2 separate regions of the Gossypium hirsutum genome follow, and region 2 is linked to region 1. Evidence: chromatin contacts called from public Hi-C data. All regions are on one chromosome and are shown on one strand. The core of a region is the stretch at or near the end of the contact, and the rest is flanking DNA. Distances in the headings are between cores, read along the strand shown. Region 1 has its middle 4.9 kb from the start of LOC107894068. Region 2 has its middle 8.7 kb from the start of LOC107894070.

Region 1 (6,672 bases), core at 1,548-4,047:
CAAAAAAAACGTAGGAAAATATAATTATTATTTTTCTTAGTAATATATATGATTTATTACTGTAATTACACTTTGAAAATCAATCATTAATTATAAATTAAAGTGATATAATATTTATAGTTTTCGAAACCTAGAAGATAAATAAGTTAAAAAATGATGAAAAGACCTTAGTGCTAAACTTGTAGAAATAAAAAAGAAAAGCATGCAACTTTAGAATCCAGGGTTTTTATGCTTTTTTATTAGATTTACTTTATCTTTTCTCTGCAGACATAATCAGCAAGCATATAGTGCAGAAAGTAGTGTTTCTTTTGTTGTCCAATCATAAGCTAAATAAAAACAACAGTAACACATGTACTTTTCCACCCCTAATTCAGTGGAAGATTAGTTTAAAAGCAAAGATTGCTTGTAATCTTATATTTTAACCCCTAATATGGCGGCTGATCTCATTCTTTTTTGGCTTAACCCTATTTTATTTTTCATATAACATTCAACTATGTTTATATCAAAACTAATCAACCCTAGGGGCGACCTCTAAACCTACACTTTACAACAATTCTAGATATTACTTTTTAAAATTTTAATTTAAATAAAAAAATTTATTTTATTTTAGAGTTAGGGCTTAGATGAATTGAATTTGAATGAATAAATTTTGTTTATTTTTAAACTTATTCGTGTATTCTTTACATTCATTTATTTAAAATTATGTAATTTTAAGTTTGTTCATTTAAATTAAACAAACATATTTGAGAAAATGTTGATGAATAATTAACAAATAAACATATATCTTATTTTTTAGATTTAAAATAATCAAATATAAGTATTATTTATTATATTATAAATGAATAAAATAAATATACAACCAATAATAATTTTATTAGTATATAATAATTTAATAATAAATGTGTTTTAAAACAAGCTTTAAATGGATTTATTAAATTAAATTTAAATGAATATAAGTAAATTTATCCACGAATATAAATAAATTCAACAAATTTTGTTCATAATATTTGTTTAATAAACAAACCTTAAAATTGTATTGATGTTGATTTTATTTTGTATGATTCGACCAAAACTTTTTTAAACTGAAAAATACTTGCAAATGCGAATGGCAAAATAACCCCATTTTTTATCCAATAAGGTAAATGATTGAAAACCGAGTCTACGGGCAAAGCAAGTTTTCAATTAAAATTTTTGGGCATGGGTTAGGGTTTATATCAAACTCGTTCGTATTGAAAATTTTACCAAAACAACACTAATTGTTGCATATATTTTAATTAGATTTCTTAAACTTTTATAAGAGTTTATAACATTTTAATTTTTTTTTTGGGTTTCTTAATGTATTCATTAGAGTAAGTCAAGTGATTAATTATTCATGTTTTGTAGGTTCATTAATTATTTTTATATATTTTAATTAAATAATTTTTATAAGATTTTATAATTTACTTTATTTAATATTTTAAAAATTATTATGAGATAATAATTATGTGGTTAAAGTATATAGTCCCTTGACGTTTTGATAATTAGGAATTTAGTCCATGTACTTGTATTTCCAAGAATTTAATCCCCTTTTTTTTTGGATTACAAAATTTAAGTCCAACCGTTAATATTGTTTTTTTTTTCTTTTGCTAAATTTAAGTTTACATCTTGTTTTAATTACATGGCTAGTAAGTGGTAGGTTTTTTATTTCTACTTTATGAAAATTGATAACTAAATTATTTCTACTTCGGAATTTGGTCCATGAACTTTATGAAATCTTAGAATTTAGCCCAAATTTTAAACATTAATATTAAATTTTTGAGGTTTATCAATTTTAGACAAGGAATTAATAAAAATCAGTAATTTAACAGTTCATATGCAACAAGCAAAACTCAACAATTCAAGTTCATATATTTATGGACAACTAAATTAACTTTTCTGAAATTCATAATAATAAAAAGATTATGTGAGTTTAAAAATTGTAAATAAAATCTAAATTAAGCATTTCAAGGTGAAAAACATAAAAATTGAATTAAGATGAACGCAAAAAGAAAAAGAAAGAGCACCTATGATTGCCATCCCTAGGATGCTACATCAAATCAAAACAATGGGTTTTGGGGATTGTAAATGTTTCTTTCAAAACAATATTAATTTCATATGGTCGCATTGTGAATAAACAAGTGGAAGAAGAAGAGTGGTAGATGTGTATATATCCTTTAAGCACGCTCAAAAGACATGGAGCATCAATTATATATATCATCAATCCATCCAAATGCCATTGCAATCAATTTATATATTTAAAATTTATGAACAAGTTTTTCCTTCCACTTTCTTTACCTTAATTATCCCTTGGGATATAATTTTATACCCATGATATTGTTTAAAACTTTCTTTTAGACTCACTTTCATTATGCATTATGATAGACAATGGATTTATGTTGAAATTAGAAAATTATTTTAAGGAATTGGTAAAAATTAAATTATAAAATTTTAAGAGTCAAGTGTTATTTTATTATTGTATTAATTTAAAATTTCATAACTTTTGAAAGGCCTAAACGATAAATTTATCATTTTTATGGTTAAGGCCTTACTTGCCCCTTAGGTCTCCGAATTGATCCCTAAACAACTCTACCCTTTATAAATTTGGAGGGTTAAAGTATAATTTTATTATTATATTAATTTGTAATTTCTTAAATTTTAAAGGGATTAAATGATAATTCTATCAATTTTAGAGGTTAAAGCTCTTACCTATCCTCTGTCTCTATCCTTAATTCAAATTTTCAATTGACATTAATCTCGAATTTGGTCTCCAGGCTCTTTAAAAATATTATAATATTAAAATGAAATAATGTATGAGAGTGGAAAAGAGAGGGATTTATAGTTTAATGGTGTTAATGGTCGGAAAAGGGTACAAAGAAGAACCAAAACTGATATGCTAGAAAAATAAGAGAGAAAGTGTAAGTGGGAATTAAAATAAAAATAAAAAAGAATAAAAGATGGAAGTTGGGAATACGTAAGATAGGCACCATTACCCAAGTTTCCCAATAATTGAACCATTATTACCACCTAAAAGTTGCCTAACTATATTTTTATTTTTTTTTGTGGGCACTGAATTACATTATTTTGGCTTTCTAAATCTCATCCTAACTCATGCTCGTGCATTGTTTAAGAAATGAAATTTAGGTTTACAAATTTCTTTTATGCCTAAAATAGACTTCAAGTTTGTATATTCAAATTTTGTTTGTTTTTTTTATTTCTAAAAGTTTAATTTTATATTTTTAAAAGTTTAAAATTCAAGTTCAATTATTAATGCTTTAAAAAAATATTTTATCAAATTTATTGATTTAACATTTTAAAATTAAAAAAAATATTCACTTAATAATCATATAAAAAAATGTATATTGTAATGAACTTGAATTTAGTAGGAATTATTAACCGTGTTTGACCATTGGACTCAACTTTTTTAAATTTGAAAATTAAATGAACTAAATTTCAAATGTATAAAAAGTATTGTGACTTAGAGTATATTTTAACACACATATATATATATGTATAAAAAACTAAATGGGAGCAAAGTTTAACATTAGATAGGTAAGGTAAAATGATAAATTTAGTCCTTAATGTTAATTCATTTTGTCACTTTAACCCTTATCCTTTTCTTTTTATCACTTTAACCCTCAACTTTTAATAAAATTTAGCTAAAATGCTTCTTTTATGGACAAAAAATTTGACTAAAATGTTATTTTTTTAACAACACTAACGTGGCAAGCTGCATGCAGTTCAAACATATTTCATTGCTTATGTGTATAAATTTTAAAAAATTATTATGAGCTTTTTTGGAAACTTTTTGAAAATTTATTTTTTTAAATTTTTTGAAGAATACATTGAATGCCATGTGAGTTGCCACATAAGTGATGTAAAATTCTAGGACAAAGCAACATTTAATCCTTGGGCTTGGTAACTTTTTCCACCTTGGTCCTTGAACTTTTTATTTGGCCAACATTAGTCCCAAAACTTGACAGGTTTTTTCGATATGGTCCCTCATTAAAGTGTAATGATATGGCACTCTGAGATTAAACCACATCATCACCTATTTTTTTACAAAAAAAAAAAATTCTTTATTTTTTGTATTTTTTAACTTTTATATAATTTTTTAATTTTTAGAAATTTTAACAATTTAGTCAACTTTTCATCAAAAAATACAATTGGACTTAATTTTGAAGGATAATGGCCAAAATGATATAGAAAAAAATTTTAAGTTCAAAGTCACAATTATTTCATCCTTCCGTTAGGTGATAAAATCATGCTATGAACTTAAAATCATGCTATTAACCAAAGAATATATATATATATAAAGATTTTTAATTTTACTAATGAAATTAAAAATCGTGATGTGTGTTATTTATTTATTTTTCAATTATCAATTAAGGATACAAATAGTTTCTTAATCTCGTGTTTAGAGTTAAAAATATCCATTACCAATATATCAAATAATTATATATAATATATAGGAGGGATTTATTTACACTAGTGCAAATTTTAACTAGTTTTACACACTTCTATAATTTTTTGTAAGAATAAATTTAACAACCAAACTATTATATTTATTAAATATAATTGTGTTTGCCATTGGTGTTTTTTTCGTATCGATTCAATATCTTCATCATATTGATTTAAAATATTACCTTTATTAATATAAATTTAACGTTTGAAATTTTTTTTTCCATAAATTTAATAGTTAGTCCATTTTAATTTATTAAAAAATCAAAATGGATTATTTCCATAAATGAAACATGAAATATGTCAATTGAATTGTAAATATTAATCCTACAGGTAGAGGTGAGCAAAATTCGATTCGATTCAAAAAAATCAAAAATTTTTCAAATTTCGAGTTAATCGAATCAAGTTATTCAAGTTATTCGAATTATTCGAGTCAACTCGAATAAGAAATTCCGGATTTCAAGTTCGAGTCGAGTTGAATTGTAATGAACCGAAAGTTACGGTATCGGAAATTGAGTCTTGAGTACTGTTTCCGTGAAATTTATTCATGAATATTTATTAGAAATATTTATGAATTATAGTTGAATGGTTATTTAGTGTTTAATTAAGTGAAGTAGCTTGAATTTAGTTTAAAGGGCTAAATTGCATAAGGAATAAAAGTTTAATTATAGATTAAAGAAGTAAAAGGGACTAATCTAGTAATTAGACCCTAAGTGCCATGTGTGTGTTAATATTGAATAACGTGTGTAATAGTTGGTATATATGTGTAATAGCTATAAGATATTTTATGTTATAGCTATTACACATGTTAGTTTTATATTTATTATAGGTTAATAATAGTATAATAAGTAAAATTGATAAAATAGAAAAAGAAGATAGAAAGACTAACAGAGAGCAAACGTGAAAGAAAGAAAGAAATAAAAAGGGAAATTTGAGGATTAAGGCCCTAAAGTTTGATTGGTAAGTTGTTTTAGCTCATTTTCTTATGATTTTTATGTTTATGGATGCCTAATTCAAAGTTCTACATCTATGAGGTTAAAATGAAGAAAAATAGAGAATTTTTAGATATTAATTTAGTTGAATAAATTGAGGTTTTATGGGTTAAATTGATAGAAATTGAAGTTAGAAGTGATTAGTTAAAGGAATTTCTAAGTTAGGTTTAAATAGGGACTAAGTTGAATAGAGCTCAAAATTCATGTTTTATAATGAATTTTATGAGTTAGAAATTGTTAATGTGTTGATTAAAAGAGAATATGAAGCTTAAGTTAAAGAAAAAAAGATTAGTAATGGAAAAAGGACGAAATTGGAATTTTTGTAAAAGTTTGGTAGAAAGTGAAAATGTGTTTTATGAATTAATATATTGATGATTTTTAATTGTATGATTGTTAGTAGCAAACGTAGCACCAGATACGTCATCAAAGAAGGGAAAAGAGAAAGTGAACGAAGATATCGACTAAATTCGATAAATAGTGGTTCGTATTTCTATAAACCGAGCTTAATCGTTATTGCTATATTTGATATTTATATTGTATGAAAATGTGAATGAGGTAAGTATTTTTACCATATTGAAATGAATGTGATTTTGAATACCCTATTAACAGTGTCGGGCTAGTCGGATATAGTTGACATGTCATAGGAATTGGAAGTATTGGGATATTCCGACATTGAGTCGATGAGACACTATGTGTCGACTACTGTTAAAGTTTCGAATTTGTTCCGATGAAGTACTTTGTGTACTATAATGTTAAAGTTCCGGATTTATTCCGATGAAACACTATGTGCTTATCCCGGAGTGTGGGTTGGATCCGTGTATCCGTCAGTGTCCGAGTTTTGTTAATAAGGGTAAATAAAGTAAATGTTATTAAAGTACTAGTTGATATTGATATTGAATAATAGCAATAATGTGTTTGAATTACCATGTTTTAAAGTTGATTAAGCTATTGTTTATAGAAATACCACTGAGAGTATTCTCAGCATACGGTTTGTTTCCGTGCGCAGGCTAAGTATGAAAGTATAAGGACTCAGCATACAAGTCGATGCCCAAACTCAAATTGGTGAAGTTTCTATCTTTTTGGAAAATGGCATTGTACCTAGGATGTCTTTTGGTCATTTTGAAAGTATCTAAGTTGTTAAGTGATATTTTGGTATGTTTTGTAAATGTTACCAAAACCTTAAGTATGGTATGTTTTGATATGT
Region 2 (6,713 bases), core at 2,206-4,705, 50 kb before region 1:
ATTTACAGAAGTAACTTGAATTTTCCCCCCGCCCAACAGGGTAACTAGCAAGCTTGTAAATTGGAAATTTGAGATCCCGATCCCACCCTCTAGCCAATACCATCTTCTAATACTTTTCGGGCTACATATATACTTTTCTAAGCATACGATGGGTTATTACCTAAAGTGGCATTCCAAAACGAGGTATGAGGGTAGTACCTTGCTTCATAAATATGTCCAAGTAACAAATCCAGGTTAGTAACAAACCTCCAACCTTGTTTAGCTAAAAGCGCAATATTAAACTTGCCAAGATTCCTTAAACCCATTCCTCCACAATTTTTAAGAAGATTAAGACTAGCCCAATTACACCAATGCGTTCCTTTATGAGTCGAGCTTTTTTGCCACCAAAAACAACTAACAATACTCTTAAGCTTTGTACAAAGCATCTTTGGAAGTAAGAAACATGACATCGAATAAGTAGGAATTGCTTGAAGGACCGCTTTAATGAAAACTTCTTGAGATAGTAATCTGGCCCCCCAGCTCTGAACTTTCATTCTCATTCTATCACAAATGTATTGAAAGGCATCATTTTTTCTTCTCCTAACCATCGTAGGTAAACCCAAATATCTTTCCATGCATAACGAACATCGAACCCCTAACATCTGCACTAATTGATTACAAGAATTATCAGAGACATTTGAGCTAAAGAAAATTTTTGACTTATCAAGATTTATCTTCTGCCCTGAAGTAGATTCATTCCGTCTCAAAATATCCAAAAAAATCCGTCCTCCTATCTCATTTGCATAACCAAAAACAATGCTATCATCAGCAAAAAATAAATAAGTGACAGCTGGACTTCCCCTGCATACCTTCACCCTTTTTAAATTGCCCATCTGAACAACAGAGTTGAGTAAAGATGAAAAACCTTTAGTATAAATTAGAAAAAGGTAGGGGCTTAAAGGATCACCTTGACGCAGTCCCCTTTGAGGGAAAAATCTTTCACTTGAAAACCCATTAAAATTGACCGCGTAAGAAACCGATGATATACAATGCATAACCAAACTAATCCACTCATTTGCAAAACCCATTTGTATCATCATTCTTTCCAAAAAAACTCCATTCCACTTGATCGTAAACTTTACTCATGTTGAGCTTAAGAGCAAATGAGCCTTTTTTCCCTTTACTTCTCCTCTTCAACGGATGTAAAACCTCATATGCCACTAGAACGTTATCAAAATAAGTCTTCCAGGCACAAATGCTCATTGGACATGGGTAATACACTGATCCAAAACCATTTTAAACTTATTAGCAATGGTCTTAGAAATTATTTTGTATAAAATTGAACATAGACTGATAGGACGAAATAAAGACATCATATCCGTATCATTTACTTTGGGAATAAGAATAATATTGGTAAAATTTACCTCATTTAGCGAGATCTCCCTATTAAGGACTTGTAAACAATACTTTTTCACATCCTGCCCAATTATATGCCAGAACTTTTGAAAGAAAATAGTATGGAAACCATCACATCCCGTCGTTTTAGTCGGACCCATCTCACGAAGAGCCTCATTAATTTTCTCCACATTGAAAACACGCAAAAGATGCTCATTCATAGAGGAGGAGATCTTGTAAGGTACCCCCTCATACACAGTATCATCATCACTCTATCAAGAGCTAGTAAATAAATCTTTAAAATAATTGACTACAGTCTTCATCATTTCATTCTCATCAGTAATAAACGAGCCATCCTAACCCTTGGTTCTCGAAATCTTGTTCATTCGACGTCTAGTGGAAGCTAAACTATGGAAAAAACTCGTATTACGATTACCATACTGGAGCCAATTTGATCTAGCCTTCTGTTCTCAATATAATTCTATTTTATCAATTTCCAGATTGAGATCGAGCTTTGTTTCAATAATTTCTTCCAATTTCTCATCATCCGGGGGAGCATTATAAAGAGCATTCAATCTACGCGTTAGAGAATTAGTCTTATGGTTTTTCTCCCTTCTAATCCTCCAAGCCCAATTACGTAATCCTTCGCCAACTGCATGGAGATGATTTGGGATCTTTAAATACTTATTCATATCCTAAAGGGATTGAACTTCCTCTTCACATGACTCTTCCAATAGCCACATTCTCTCAAACTGGAAACCCCGATCTTTGACTTCATTTCTATTACCCTCAGAAGAATCTGTATCAAGAAAAATAGGGCAATAGTCCGATATAGAATTATCTAAATGAAGGAGTTTATAATTAGAGAAAAGATTGTACCATCGGAGATTTGCCAGCCCTCTATCCAATCTTTCTCAAATGTTGGTTGACTCAAAATTCCCCCTTTCCCAAGTATACCAGCGTCCTTGATAGCCAAGATCCGTGAGGGTACAGTAATCCAAAGCCTCTCTGAATATATCCATTTGCTTCTCCTCTCTATACCTCCCTCCACATTTTTCTTGATTTGAAAGAATTTTATCAAAGTCACCTAAAACAACCCATGCTGCAAAAGAATTATGACCGAGATTTCTTAACAGATTCCAGGAAGCAACTCTATCTCTAACATTAGGAGCTCCGTAAAAAAACCGTGAGATGCCATTCAGGTTTATTTCGATTATTAGTGACCATAACATCAATGCAATTATCATTCTAACCCATAAGTCTAATATCCACCTTATTTGTCCATCCAAGAGAAAGACCTCCCCTAATACCATTAGCCGAGACTTCAATTCCGTTTTGAAACCCAAATTTTTTCATTATTCTCTCCATTCTGTACACATTAATTTTTGTTTCCATAAAGAAAAAAATATGGGGACAATATTCCTTCAGCATATGCTAAACATGTCGAACCAGCTGTGGATTCCCCAGTCCACGGACGTTCCAGTTTATGATTTTCATAATACTCGGCTGAACATCATTTGGGCAACTGTTGGTCCATTCCCTTTGTAACTAAGTAGAACCCCTTTGTAAGGAAACTTCCGGAATAAAATTAGACCTCAATTTTTTTCCTTCATTGATTAAAATGGGCCATTCCTTATTAATTCCTCATTCCTCCATAATATCCACCTCATTAATGCTGTTATCTTGAGGAGAAAGGGATTTGCCCATCAAGTTTAACCCCAAATTAGCTCTATAATTGCACATCAAATTAGGAATCTGCTGATTCCTACAATCACTTCCTTAATTAGATCCTGATGCTCCTGCAATTATTCCCTAATCATAACCGGATTCCTTTAGCCAATGACTACCTCCAGCAGCCGCTCGTCGTGGAAGAGCTTTCAGAGAAATATCCCATCCCATCGGAAAATCCTTACTCCCTTGTTACATACGAATCGGACGGAAGCTTTGCCCATGTCCTAATCAGCCACATAAAAAATAGAACGTCGTTAACTTCTCATATTTGAAATTGACAGAACATTCCTTCGACTTGGCAATCAGCAATCTCTTTCGTCTCTTTAATGGTTTTTGGACATCCATCTGCACTCTAATTCTCATGAGATTTCGTAGCCCTACTATAATAACTTTTGTATCGTACTCCATAAAAGAACCTATAAAATGACCAAACTGTCTCGCAATATCCTCTTAATACAAGCCTGAAGGAAGACTATGGATCTGAACCTAGAAATTTGCATGATAAAGAGGCACTTCTAACGGGCACCCTCCTCCTTTAGTACTGAAATAATAAGCAAGTGATTGTTAAAAGTCCATGGTGACCCTTTAACCACTCTATCTCTGTCAACTTCTCAGTAGAATAAAAAAAGAATTCTTTTTTTCTCCAATATCAGTAATAGAAACCCCTCCAATAGGATGCCAAAGATTAGCCATCACCGTACGCATCGATTGGAAGTTGATAACTGTTACTGTAAGAAAACAACCTACTAAACAAAAGTTAGAGGATTGCTCCATTGGATTTTCTTCTTGTTCAATCTCCCACAACTCAGTCTCCCCACTCTCCACTTCTTTTTCGATTTGCAAGTCTGCCAAGATTTCTTCCATATTTCAAAAAACAAACAAAAACTCCAAAACCAAATCTACAAAAGCCACAAAATGGGCATACAGAGAAAAGCCACAAAATGGGCATACAAAATTCTTAAATTTATTATGCAAATTTTTCAACGAAATCAGATTATCACAATAATCTTGACATACTATAAATTTTATTCATACACGAAAACTAAAAATTATAATACATATTTTAAATTATCGTTAAAAAGCAAAGCATAGAAGAAGAAAATGTTTCCTAGACTCCCACGTGGATGACCTTAAATAGGATTAGTAAATATTTTATTTATTTATACGTGTAGGCAATGGAGATCTTAATTATACTTTAATCATTGATAATTAAAATCAATAAAAGAAAGGTGTTAAAGAGTATAATGATCATAATATGATGGAAACATTAAATGAAATTTCAAGCAATTAAATTGTAAAGGTCTGATTACAAATTTTATTCCTAAAATCTTTAAAGTTAGTCCCTGAATTCTAACTATTCCTCATAATTTAATCATTAAACTCTACAAAAAATTTAAAAGTTAGGTCAATCGTCAGTAAATATATCAATTTCTTTTTTGCATAAAGATAAATTCATTCCCCGACCTTTAAAATTTAGTCAAATTGCTTGTCTTTTGATAGGAAAATTGATCGAATTGTTAAAATTTTAATGGCAATGACGTGAGACTTTACATATACTTCACTGCTAATATGGATAAATTTTCTAAAAATTATTATGAAGTCTTTTGAAATTTATTTATTTTTATTTTTTGAAAATTTATGAATTATATGTGGACAACTATGCTAGTGGCTACATCAATGCCGTTAAATTTTAACAGCTCGGTCAATTTTTCTGCTCAAAAGCAAGCAATTTGACTAAAATTTAAAGGTTAAGGGCCAAAATCACAAAATAAGTAATCATTGGGTGCTAAATTTATCCCTATGCATTTTTTTACAATATTTGGGGTAGGAAATGGGGATAATATGATTTAAACCCATGTCAAACGGGTGTCCAACAAGAGCTTTAACCATCATTCCATACACATGAACTTAATTTATTATTTTTTGCTTATCTGTTGCATATAAACAACCGAGTTATTGACTTTTATTAATTTGGTGCATATAAACAATCGAGTTATTAACTTTTGTTAATTTGGTGCATATAAACAACCCAGTTATTAACTTTTGTTAATTTGTGCATATAAATTATTGTTTCTAAGTTTTCGATTTAACATTAAAGTTTAAAAAGTTTATCCAAACTTAAAAAAGAAATAAATTATCCAAATAAATTAATTTTTTAATTTTTATAAAGTACGAAAGTGATAAATTAAAATAAAAAAGAGTAACCTCTCATTTTTTTATTTATAAAATAAAGAGATGAAATTTATAATTAAACTGAAATAAAAATTAAAGTAGTGATTGATATTTCTTAGTTAATTATGGTTGCAATAGTCACTTTCTCTGTCTTTCATCAATCAAATTTTCCTTTATTTTTCTCCATTCATTATGATAAGAGAGGTCCATCTAAAGCGTGTAAATCCGTGGACCAGACCATATACATTATCATCCACAATTGCAGGAACCTCCCAAACTTCTGCATATTATATATTTATACTCGATTCGCGTTTCTTTCTTTCTTTTTTTTAAATTACAGCTATACGAAAGATAATTTATAATTAATTATATATTTATGTATTATTAAACAAATCAAAAGAGATTTAACTTCACACTTCAAAGTTTCCAAAGTCTCTCTTTGTCAATAAATCCAGGCTCAACAGTGTATGTTGTACATATGCATATACGATGAGGGAGGTTTACTCTATTGAAGGAAGTTTACGAAGTATTATTTATAGGGAGTTGATAAATTCTTCATCGAGTCAGTATTATTTTTGGAGAGAGGTTTTGTCTTTTGATTTTGTCGAGATTCAAGTGCTTGAAGAGATAGTGGGTTCACAAAGTAGGAACATTTCATTGGGTTCCTGAAAAGATAAACTATGCGCATTACACATGCTGAGAATGACTCGCCCAAAAATGGCTTATAAGCTCTAAGGCATGGGTTCAAGTCCAACCATGCTCAACACTCATGGTTCACCTTCTTAAGCACCCAATGAGGAGCTCTCTCTTTGTTAACTTGCGGCCTGTTTAGGCATTCGAGTCTCGATAGAGCCAGAGATGCCCCCTCCCCCCTCCCCCCTGAAGACATTATCAACCTGTTGAAAGGACCGGTGGATAAGACTTTCCAAACTTCATCCAATGAAGTCAACCTCTCCAAAATAATATATATCATGAAATAATATTTGATAAACCATCGGTGCATGAATCTCATATACCATTAGTGAATAATAACATGACACATTATCATTAAATAAAACAAAAAATTATAAATTTATAAATAAATACTAATAGTTTTATTTAAACATAATTAAATATTAATTAATTATAACTATTATAAATTAATATTAATACTTCTTGAATTTAAAATTTAAACTCTTGAGTTTAGAATTTAAAGTAGGGTTTACATCCCAACTTAAAATCTAATATTTTCACCTGTCGTGTGAATATATATATGTATGTATGTACATGAATGTTTGGATACATGAGTGGAGCACTATCTGTGTGAAAATTGGTAAATTGTATGGGGTTTTATGTGTGATGCTGGTTTGAGCTGACTGCTTTCCCCTTGGGCCATGACGATGATGATGATGATGAATTTGCTTCTTTAGTTATTGTTCACGCATGATTCTGTTGGC

Evidence for each region. Hi-C and Micro-C count contacts between places; a contact is called where the count stands out from the background.
Region 2: a contact with region 1 is called in a Hi-C map of petal, with 1.6 times the contacts expected there. The contact joins two enhancer-like sites. A contact is called at or near these places in 5 of 34 Hi-C or Micro-C datasets (fibers, hypocotyl, leaf and 1 more).

Annotation. Positions count from the first base shown.
Region 1 is chrA13:13,965,891-13,972,562 of Gossypium_hirsutum_v2.1, reverse strand. No RefSeq gene overlaps it. Among protein-coding and RNA genes, the nearest start is that of LOC107894068, 4.9 kb to the left of the region's middle. Within about 2 kb of position 2,797, at least 2 of the 9 cell types and tissues checked have an H3K27ac peak or open chromatin away from gene starts, as enhancers often do.
Region 2 is chrA13:14,016,408-14,023,120 of Gossypium_hirsutum_v2.1, reverse strand. No RefSeq gene overlaps it. Among protein-coding and RNA genes, the nearest start is that of LOC107894070, 8.7 kb to the left of the region's middle. Within about 2 kb of position 3,455, at least 3 of the 9 cell types and tissues checked have an H3K27ac peak or open chromatin away from gene starts, as enhancers often do.